Regions from separate parts of the Mus musculus genome. Here regions 2 and 3 are each linked to region 1. A link is a contact called in public HiChIP or PLAC-seq data. All regions are on one chromosome and are shown on one strand. Each heading gives the region's core, a stretch centred on a gene start, on an enhancer-like site or on the middle of the called end of the contact. The rest is flanking DNA. Distances are from core to core; before and after follow the strand shown.

Region 1 (3,219 bases), core at 716-3,215:
GGTATATTGGTGAGGAGGCAAAAAAGGATGGAGAAACTACAAATTCACCTTACCCTCAAGAACCGCCATCTGTCTAAGTCTTTAAAACAGACTCTTTATTGCCCTGTTTCTCAGCCTCTGGCTTGAAGTGGAAATTTCTGGGTTTTTTGGAGACTCCGTTGTGTCATGTGATGTTTTTGTCTTGTGAGAGGGTGTTTTGCTGAAGCAGACACATGAGAGGGCGTGTGATGTTTGGGAGAGAGTATAAATGGAACCCCACAGACAGTGAGAGGTTATTCTTGCACTGTGACGCCATGTGACGCTTTGCTGATCTTCACTGGTCTTTACTTCGTAGATAGAAACTCACCGAAGAACTTACTATGTATTATGGCTGGTTCTTGGGGTTTCCGTTGACTTGTACTGAATTAGTGGAGCCTTGCAGTTTCTGCTGGCTTGAGCTGCTACTGATTCATGTTTGGTGTTTGCTATTGTAGTGAAGTGCTGGTCTCCTGACAATGAAGAATGGGAGTCACACACACACACACACACACACACACACCCAAACACACACACACACACACACACACACACACACACACAGGCGCGCGCGCGCCACCAAAAACAAAACAAAAAAACTACTTCTAAACAAGTCCACAAACTCACCTTTTTCTATAAACCTTTTCCTCTACCTCTGATTGGTGGGCTAAAAGGGAGGTTGAAGCATTCAAGAACCCTAAATATAGTAGGTTTAGAGAAAAATCTAATCCTACACTGTGTTGTGGCTCCTTTAGGGTTACATATCAGCTCTTTACATTACATCTCATTATAGTAGCAAAACTACAGTTACAAAGTAGCAACAAAATCATTTTATGATTGGGGTTCTCCACAGCATGAGGAAATGTGTTAAAGGGTTGCAGCATTAGGAAGGTTGAGAACCAAGCATATAACATTTTTATTTGATTTGATAAAGAAAGGAGGGAGAGAAAGAGAATTAGACAAACAAGCTGACACAAATTTCTCTATAAGCTAATTTCATTATCCACAGGCAATGAATACTTAGAGGAGCTACTACCCAGGAAGAGAACATGTCTGCCTTCTGGATGGCAGTGTCAGAGGTAGCTCTTGCCATAGAAACTCAGATGCTGAGATGATGGGACCCTTCCCAGTGTTGTTTGGTCCATGCAATACTTCTCCTTGGATATGAGGCCTCATGTGAAAAATCATGTGATGAATTTTAACCCAGGGAGGGCTGACAGGTAGATCCTGAGGTGTGGGCACTGTCTGTGACTAGCAAGCCTTGCTGGGAGAGCTTGGCCAGTGAAATACCTTGTCTCAGAAACAAAACCAACCAACCAAACAAAACACTAGGTGATTCCTGAGGAATGACACCTGAGGTTGTCCTCTGTCTTCTACATAGCTGTGCACACATGTACACACACACACACACACACAGAGGAACCTACAGACACAGACATAGAAAAAGAAAGAAAGAAAAAAAAAAAGAACAGACCACTATTTGGACAAAGATTTGAAAGTAAATTTTTAGTAATGTAAATTCTACAAATGAGTCACTTGTCATGTTAGAGGGGGTGTGTGGGTGTGGAAACATGGGTAGGAGGAAGCAATTTTGTCTTTAACATGAAGTTCAAAGCTAGAGAAGACAAATTCACGAGATACAACCCTGGAAGCCTAATGAAAATGTCTGCAAGTTCAGAGCTCAGGCCTTGCAAACATGACTAGCTCTGATCATGAAGAGCGAGGACTTGAAGGGAGGGTGAATTCAGTGTGTGCAAAACCATAGGCATAAGGACCTCTCTGTGTGGACTAGAACTGAAACAAGAAAGGCTTGCTGCTGGTTCTGTTGTTTTCGCAGAAACTGGGAGGATTAATGTCTGCAGTAAAATTTGCTGCTGCTTTCATGATCTTGAAACAAGACTTCAAAGTCTGTGATGTAAAAACCTAGCCACTGAGATCCCGAAATGATCAGAATCGAAAGGGCAGGTAGCGCTGATCTGTGTGTGGTGACTTTGATTGGTGTGAATCCCCCTCGAGCACGGAATTAAGCGATGTGGTGAAAATGTTAAGTCCCTGTGCATTTGGTGGCATCTGTGAAACTAAAATGAAGAAAACTGAACCAGGCCTTGAACCCTATCCTAGTGAGATGATGTCCCTGATCCTGGAGTATGGTGGGATCATCCTGATCTGGGATCTCTAGTTCCTGCATGCCCATCAGCTGGCTTTCCTCCTTATACATATTGATTCACAATCCCTCCCTCCCCCTCTTGTCAAACCAGTTCATCTCCTTACAGCTTTGAAAGCTCACTCTCTGGCCAATGAGACTAGCTCCTGGCTCCTCACAGAAGCTGAGTGCCTAGAGAAAACTCCCTTTAGTCTTAACAAACTCAAAGCTAGTACTTGAAAGTAAAGGGGGCTAGAAAAATATAACACCGTAGGTACAACACATGAACCAACAATAGATCCTCCCCAAAATAATATTATTAAATTATTAAATCTCTAAACCAAAGGTATATGGGATTTCTTCTTATCCTTCTGCGATTTTTCTGTTTGCTTAAATTACTTCTATTGAGTACTTTCAAAATAAGTTTAACAACCTGCTTTCCTATTCAGAAACATCAAACTGAAAATACACAAAGAAAAACAAATGAAACATTCATATTGTCTTAGTTCCTTTTCCTGTGACTGTGATAAAATCCACTGACTAAAGCAAGTTAAGGGAGAAAGCAACAGTTCAATATAGGAGGTCAAGATGGTAGCAAGTTCTAATAGGCTCAGTGTCTATCAGATCTTGGTGGAGAAGGCATAGGGGCGGGGCCTTCTAGCACAGAGAACAATGAGTTCATTCAGGCTTGCTAAAGATGACTTTACTTTTTCCCTTGCTATACGGTCCAGGATCCCCTGCCCACAGAATTGTGTTGCCCACAGTGGACTTCCCATCACAATTAATACAGGATAAGCCATCACACACAAATATGCCTACAGTCCAACCTGACCTAGACATCTCTCCCTGAGACCTTCTTTCCAGGTGATTGTAGAGTATATCAAGTTGACAAAGTAACCACATCATATGTGTACTGGCTAGTTTTGTGTCAACTTGACACAGCTGGAGTTATCACAGAAAAAGGAGCTTCATTTGAGGAAATGCCTCCATGAGATCCAACTGTAAGGCATTTTCTCAATTAGTGATCAAGGGGGAAAGGCCCCTTGTGGGTAGGACTATCT
Region 2 (3,343 bases), core at 788-3,287, 190 kb after region 1:
TACACAACTGAGTATTACTCGGTTGTCTTTAAAAAAGATCATTAAAAATGACCTCATGAAATTTGCAGGCAAATGAATGGAACAAGAAAAAAAAATCATCCTTAGTGAGGTAACCCAGACCCAGAAAGACAAACATGGTAGGGTACTCACTTATAAGTGGATATTAGCTGTAAGCTAATGGATAATTGTGTTACACTCCTCAGACCCAGAAAGGCTAAGTAACAAGGAGGGCTCAAAGGAGGTTGAATGGATCTCCCTGGGAAGGAGAAACAGAATAGAGATAGGAAGTGGCCTGGTGCCCTAGGGCAGGTGGGATCAGGTGTGCACAGGTGTGGGGATAAAGGGAGGGAGCACTGGGAGAGATGACTGGAATTGGGAGACAAATCAGGAGAGAGATAGAAACCTAGGGCAATGGAAACTCCCTGGAACTTACAAAGACTCCTAGCAAAGGGAGATTCGAAACCTGAGCCAGCTATCTCCTGTAACCAGGTAAGGCTTCCAGTGGAGGGACTGGGACACCAATCCAGACACAAAACCTTTGACCTACAATCTGTACTGTTTGCAAGATGTGCTGGGATAAATAAAGGTGGTGCAGAACTTGTGGGAGTGGCCAACCAATGACTGATCTAACTTGAGACCCACACCAGGAGAGAGCCCACACTTGACGTGACACTGCCTGGAGTGGGAGGAGCCAGAGGCTAGACAGCCCAGAGACCTAGGGTAGAACCAAGCACAACTGGCAAATAAAAAATAAAAAATTAATAAACAAAAACAGAAAAAAAAGAGAGACAGAGACAGGGACAGAGAGGGGAGGGAGGGAAGGAAGGAAGGAAGGAGTCAATGAAATGATTCTTAATGATACTCTGCTATACTTGTTAGATTGCATAATCAAGAGAGGCTCCATCCAGCTGATAGGAGAAGACGCAGAGACCCACAGCCAAACATTAGTTGGAGCTCAGGAATCCTGCAGAAGAGGAGGAGGAAGGATTGTAGGAGCCAGAGGTGTCAAGGACACAAGAAAACAGTCCACAGAATCCACTAATCAAGACTCACAGGCCTGACTCATATACACTAAAGCAACAATCAGAAAGCCTGTAAGGTCTGACTTAGGTCCTCTGCATATGTAGCTTGGTGTTCTTGTGGGACTCCTAAGAGCGGGAGTGGGAGCTGTCTCTGACTCTTTTTGCCTGCTTCTGAGAGCCTTTTCCTCCTATTGGGTTGCCTTGTCCAGCTTTAATATGAGGGGAGGTACCGAGTCTTACTGCAGCTTCTTATGCCTTCTTCTGTTGATATCCCTGGGAAGCCTGCTCTTTCCTGAAGGGAAATGGAAGAGGAGTAGATCTGGGGAGGAGGGGAGGTGGCAGGGGAGCTGGGAGGAGAGGATGGGGGAGAAACTGTGGTCAGGATGTAATTAATATATGAGAGGAGAATTGTTTTTTGTTTTTTTTTTTTTAAGAATGTGCTCATGAGGTTTCAAATGGGTCAGGAACTAGAATGGCAAGAGAACACTCATGTTTCATACAGATGGACTTGGCCTTAGCAGAGCATGATATAAATTCAAGCTGAAAGGCAATTATGAGTACAGAAAACTAAGAAGGCGATGAGAAGCTATGTCCCCTGGATCCCGTAGATGGATTGTCACTGGAACCAGTCCTGCCTCTGTCTCCTCACCCCATTGAGCCAACACATTCCCACAGTTATTTAAATCAGCTTCATCTTTCTGTTATCTCTCACTCCCATTTGATACAAAGTCTCACTATGAAACTCAGGCTGGTCAGAAGACCCTGCACTCTGTCTCAATCTCTGAAAGCTGGGGATGTAGTTCAGTGGTGGGGCATTTATCCAGCACGTTCAAGGTCAAATTCGTTCCCCAGCACTGAAAATAAGTAAACAAGCGATAAAGGAACACGTGAAAGAGGCGCACGTGGTTGATAGACTTGATGTGGTGGCAGCCCAGGTTTAACAGAAATAAGGGGCCGAAACAGACAGGAGGAACTGTTTAGTAACTGAGCCTTCTAAATTGGCTACCCTGTGTCTCCTAGTAACAAAAGCAGTAACACTAACAGTGAGAGGGACATGCTGTTTTGAGTGAGAGATTCTTAACCATAGCTAAGACCACAAAGCCACAAACACCTATGAAAAGGAAACACTTGGGCAGGGAGAAAAGCTCAAAGCTGGGCTCCCATTCACCACCTTACTTCCCTCTTCTGCAAGGCAGCCGGCGGTAAAGTTTCCCCACTGGCACGCCTTCTCAAGTAGGTTTTGTCAAACAAGGGTTCCATGATGATGTCGCTGGGTTTTTATTATGATAATAATCTGAAAGCCAAATCAACACGAGCACACGTGTAACCGCTGCTTGGTTTCAGCGCCTGTGTTTGCATTTATGATCTTGTCGGCAACAAGCAGCACAGATGTAATATGTAAATGATGCATCTGAGAACACAGTGCACTGTAAAAAGATTCCGCAGTACTCTGAACAGAGAAAGGCGGTGAGGGAATTGAGCAGACACACAGCACACAACAGCACAGATGGGCCAGGGTCAAAAGAACCTGTGTGGTGATGGCCATGGCCTTGTTTATAATGAGAGCTGCAATTTAGCTTCCCTGGAAAAACAGCAGTCACAGTATAATGCTGTTAGTTTGAGTTTTATTGGTTTTGTCGTAGTGTTTGTACTTATTCCAGTTTTATGGCTGAATAGGCGCTCTGTGCACAAAGAGCACATACCTAGATTTGTGTTCACAGACAACATAGTAAACACATTTTACGTCAACCCAGGAAGCTGAGAATGTTTTGGTTTTTTGGTTTTTGGTCTTTTTTTTCTTGTAACAGTCCCTTACTTCTCAGCATTGAGGAATAAATATGGTGTCAGGAGATTCTGTTCCAGAAGGTTCTACTCTTAGTTCTCCTTAGCAGTCAACTACTCCAAGTTGGGCAGGAGCACGGGAGGACTCTTGGGAAGTGGTGCTTGATGTGGTGAAGAGTGTGGGTTGAGCTGCATCTGGGGTCTGTCACTGTCACTCCACAACTTCCGGCATGATACTTTGATCATTTTGATTTTCTTTAATAAATGTGGCCAATATGGTGTTTTCAAAATACAGGAGGCTTCCAGGAGGGATAGGCATAGTGCTGGGTTCGTGGCAGGCGTCTGATGCTAGCCAAATGTCACCATGGCTAGCGTCAGTTTGGCTCTCCTTAGAATGTCCACAGGGCTCTGTGGCTATCGAACCAAGCTCTTCACCAGGAAGCTTCTTAGCTTAAAGAGCTCTATGGAGTCCCAACTTCCCAAGCCAGCAACACACTGGGCTGGGAAAGAATGCTAAAGCTGATGACAGGATCAGCCCC
Region 3 (3,599 bases), core at 222-2,721, 210 kb after region 1:
TCTGCATCCAGTTGTTGGGACTTAATATGTTAAAGTGAATGCGCGGAAGGTATGATCACAATATGCCCACTACTTGCTACTGTTTTTGTGGTAATAGTGGAGCATAGTGGCATCTTAGAAGTCATGTGAAAAACAAGCACAGAAACCAAAGCTCAGCCATGGTGGGAGAGCACAGAAAGACAAGAGCTGCGACAAGAAAGACAAAAAGGAAATGATGAGTGCAATTCAGCAATGATTTGCATTTCGCTTCAGCCAAAGAAAATCCAGCTATATTTTTCTGGGTTCCAGCATTTCAGTGACAGCTGCATTCATGAATGACCAAATTAACTATTGTGGAGCTTTCTAAAAATATACAAAGCACTCACTCCACCGTATGCTATAAGCAGGTCATGAAATATCAGGGGGGGAAAAAAAAAACCTCCAACAAAACAACCAAACAAACAAACAAAAAAGCCAGACCCCGAAGGAAATGCATCAAGGGTATAAGAGTTTTCCATTTAAAACAACAAAATGAAACGGCTAACGTTTGATCCAGCACATCCATCCTGTACTGTACTTCTGTCGATCAGAAAGCTGGTGTGCTTACTGACTTTTTCTTTAAGCACTTAAGATCACGGAGTGGCATGCCAAGTCTATTAAGTCTATGTGGGAGATGCAGACACCACACTAAAGGGGTTTACAATGAGGTTACGGGTCGCATTTGGTATACAGTTACGGAAATTTTTAGTATGTTAGTAATTTTGAACACGCAGGCTGAGCTAGTTCACAGAGAATGTTATTTTTTACTTAGAGAAGTCAACCTGGATTATCTTAGGCAGTTCAATAAGAATGCAAACATTTCATATTTTATTCCCTATAAGGGGGAAAAATGGAAGGAGGAAGAAAACACAGCAATTACCACAAAACCAGTCAGGGTCCCCGCTGGCCACACAAGGACGAGCCTTTGGGAAGGAGAAATTCAATCCTACTTTGATGGGAAAAACAGCAACTTTCACCACTAATTACCATACAAAAGCATAGTGGTTACACAACTAAATGTTGAAGTCAACCTCATCCACAACGTCCCAAGTGCGGCTGAGGGAAAGCCACGGGGCGTACCTTTGGAGGGTCCCACTGGCCACAACGCCCCTCTGGACGCGTGGCCAGAGCCTTGCAGGGCCAAAGGAGGGGTTGGCAGTCGTCCCACGACCAGGGCAGAAAGGGACTGCTTCCTGGGACACACAGGTGAAGCGACACCACCAGGTGGCTGCACAGCACCCACCAAAGCTATCCAGGTTTACCGCGTGCAGCCCGGAAGGCTACCCGACCCACTGCGCAGCCCTACGGCGCAGCCTATTAGGGCCAGGAGAGGCGGGCTAGGGGCAGGGAGGGGTGGGGCGGGGCCAGGCCAGCCCTCGCTCTGCCTGACGGGAATTGTAGTTCTGAAAAAGAAGCCATAGGGGCGGAAAAGGCCAAGGGGACTACATTTCCGGGAGAGGGAGTGGATACGGAGGGCCGCGAGGTGCAGCGTTAATCCCGAGAGCAGAAAGAAGGGCCAGGAAGGCGCCGTTGATTCTGTTCCTTTGCGTCAAATCCGTGTGTCGCTACCTCTTGATCTCTGCCCCGAGTCCCCAGCGCGGGGTCCCGCGTCAGCCTTCCTTTGAGGTTCGCAGGTGGCGGCTGCCACCCCTCGCGGAAGTGAGGGGCGCGCCCCTCCTGGGCCCTGCGGACCCCTAGTCTCCATGGGCCGGACCCGGAAGGCCAATGTGTGCCGCAGGCTGAGTCGCCGGGCTCTGGGCTTCTATGCACGCGACGCAGGCGTGGTGCAGAGGACGAACCTGGGCATCCTGCGGGCGCTGGTGTGCCAGGTGACGCCCGCCGAAGTCGGGGTGCCCGGGGTCCAACCTCCTGCCGGGCTGCAGTTTTTTACGCGCTCTGATACCCCTTTGAGGGTCTTACGTGGGGAGGGGCATCCGTGTCCCGCAATTAGGGTATTAGAAAATAGGTACTCAGGTCCGCCGCCTGGCGTAGTTTTTAAAAAGCTTCTTTTGCCTTCCTGCAAACAATCGATTCAAAACTTGGGCATCCAACTAAACCGACATCTATGGGCAGAGGGAGAAAAAAAAAAAAAAAAAAGGAGAAACAATGTACTTTAAAACTGTAGATTTCAACTACCCACCGAAAATGGTTCCATAGCAGGGGACTGAGTTCTTTCCTAAACTGAAATTCTTTGTGTCTTTCAGGAGAGTACTAAATTTAAGAATGTTTGGACAACTCATTCCAAGTCACCTATAGCCTATGAGAGAGGAAGAATATATTTTGACAATTACCGGTGCTGTGTCAGCAGGTAAATTCTTGGTGATGATTTTTTTTTTTTTTTGCTATAATCCACCTGACCCTAGTTTTTATAGAACCACGTGGCTTCTTTAGTACTTAGTGAAATTGGAAGATGAAAAAAAAAAAAAAAATGAGTCCATAATAAAACTAGGTGGAAAATGCATGTGATCTTAAAAACTCGTTAAGTCTAAAGTTTCGGACTTCATCTTTGTAAATACTTTTATTTCACACAAAATTATAGCACAGGCAAAATAATACGTTTCTCAGCACAGTTTGCTGTTTTATACCCATTTAAAGATCAGAGTCCAGAAAATGGGTTGTGAAATAATTAGATGCTGCTTAGGAGACAGGCATTTTGTTTTAGAAGTACTTTTTTTTTTTTCCCAAGAGAAAAAAAATGTTCAAACAAAAGTATAGTATTTGTAGATAAATAGTATTTAACAGCCAGCCTCCATCCATTCAAGGTCAGACTGAAGAGAACGACACAGTGAATTGATGCTTCCATGCCCGTCACCTGGATTAAGGGATTATGGAATTGCCGCTCTTTATCTTTCACTTTGCATCTGTAAGAATTATGGGCATTTTTCTGTGTGCCAAGCTTCAGTGGTGTTGTTCCTCCGGAGCAAATCACCTTGTTGAGATAGGTTCTCCTTTCACTGGACTGGGAAGCTAGAATACCTGTAGACAGCCTGGTCAGCAAGTGCTATGAATTTGCCTGTCTCCACCTCCACAACTCTAGGAAAACCATGAGTATTGGGGATCTAAATTCCGGTCCTCATGCTTGCAGGGCACCAGCTGGAACTATCTCAGAAGTGATTAATAACGCCTAAGTTCTTTTCTTGTGGGATCAGAAACTGGAAGTCAGAGAGACTAGTGATTTTTGAGGTTTGCCTTGACTCCAGGAGGTATCTTTTTTTTTTTTTTTTTTTTTTGGTTCTTTGGCAAATCGCCCAACCTACAATTTATTAGCCTTTAGTGCTGGTGAATCTACCCATGTCCCTCGATTCGCCCTTGGATGTAACTTCCAGTGATTGACAGAGTACACACATACTTGAAATTCTCTGCATCTGTTGCAGGTAAAGTCAGTTTTATTAGAAAGAACTTGGGGCTGTTTCATGGCCTGCTTCTTTTCCCAGGCAGTCTTCAAGTCGACTCCACGGAGCTGGTCATGGGAGTCAATGCAGTGACTCCCCTAACAGAAAAAGCTGAGCAGTTTAGGAAGCTGAGGGAATGCTCAGGCCAGGAAAGAAAGATAAGGCCAATCGGGACCTTACAAAGAAAAG

The links. HiChIP or PLAC-seq counts read pairs in DNA pulled down with a chosen protein or histone mark.
Region 2: a BATF HiChIP or PLAC-seq map of CD8 T cells shows a contact between it and region 1, with 38 read pairs. The contact joins two enhancer-like sites. A contact is called at or near these places in 2 of 15 datasets of contacts at CTCF or cohesin (CD8 T cells and pro-B cells), 16 of 484 Hi-C or Micro-C datasets (B cells, CD4 T cells, the P5424 cell line and 11 more) and 15 of 115 datasets of contacts at active chromatin or transcription factors (the 230-238 cell line, CD8 T cells, the SCID.adh cell line and 9 more).
Region 3: a contact with region 1 is called in an H3K27ac HiChIP or PLAC-seq map of regulatory T cell precursor, with 5 times the contacts expected there. The contact joins the promoter of Dcaf17 here to the enhancer-like site in region 1. A contact is called at or near these places in 6 of 39 promoter capture datasets (cranial neural crest, hematopoietic stem and progenitor cells, hippocampal neurons and 3 more), 2 of 15 datasets of contacts at CTCF or cohesin (CD8 T cells and pro-B cells), 10 of 484 Hi-C or Micro-C datasets (B cells, the C10 cell line, CD4 T cells and 6 more), 16 of 115 datasets of contacts at active chromatin or transcription factors (the 230-238 cell line, CD8 T cells, the SCID.adh cell line and 11 more) and 2 of 9 other capture datasets (adipose tissue and liver).

The regions. Positions count from the first base shown.
Region 1 is chr2:70,843,271-70,846,489 of GRCm38.p6, forward strand. No RefSeq gene overlaps it. Among named protein-coding and RNA genes, the nearest start is that of Gm39842, 6.0 kb to the left of the region's middle. Within about 2 kb of position 1,966, at least 22 of the 459 cell types and tissues checked have an H3K27ac peak or open chromatin away from gene starts, as enhancers often do. A contact at or near this core is called in CD8 T cells, the SCID.adh cell line, Th1 cells and 4 more, where this site is marked.
Region 2 is chr2:71,030,239-71,033,581 of GRCm38.p6, forward strand. All of the region lies in intron 1 of Mettl8 (methyltransferase like 8), which reads right to left. Among named protein-coding and RNA genes, the nearest start is that of Mettl8, 24 kb to the right of the region's middle. Within about 2 kb of position 2,038, at least 71 of the 459 cell types and tissues checked have an H3K27ac peak or open chromatin away from gene starts, as enhancers often do. A contact at or near this core is called in CD8 T cells, the SCID.adh cell line, Th1 cells and 3 more, where this site is marked.
Region 3 is chr2:71,054,273-71,057,871 of GRCm38.p6, forward strand. Dcaf17 (DDB1 and CUL4 associated factor 17) reads left to right here and starts at 1,472. Exons shown (of 14, transcript NM_001165980.1): 1 at 1,472-1,847; 2 at 2,223-2,326. The coding sequence starts at 1,722. Mettl8 (methyltransferase like 8) reads right to left here and starts at 1,334. Exons shown (of 10, transcript NM_145524.3): 1 at 1,099-1,334.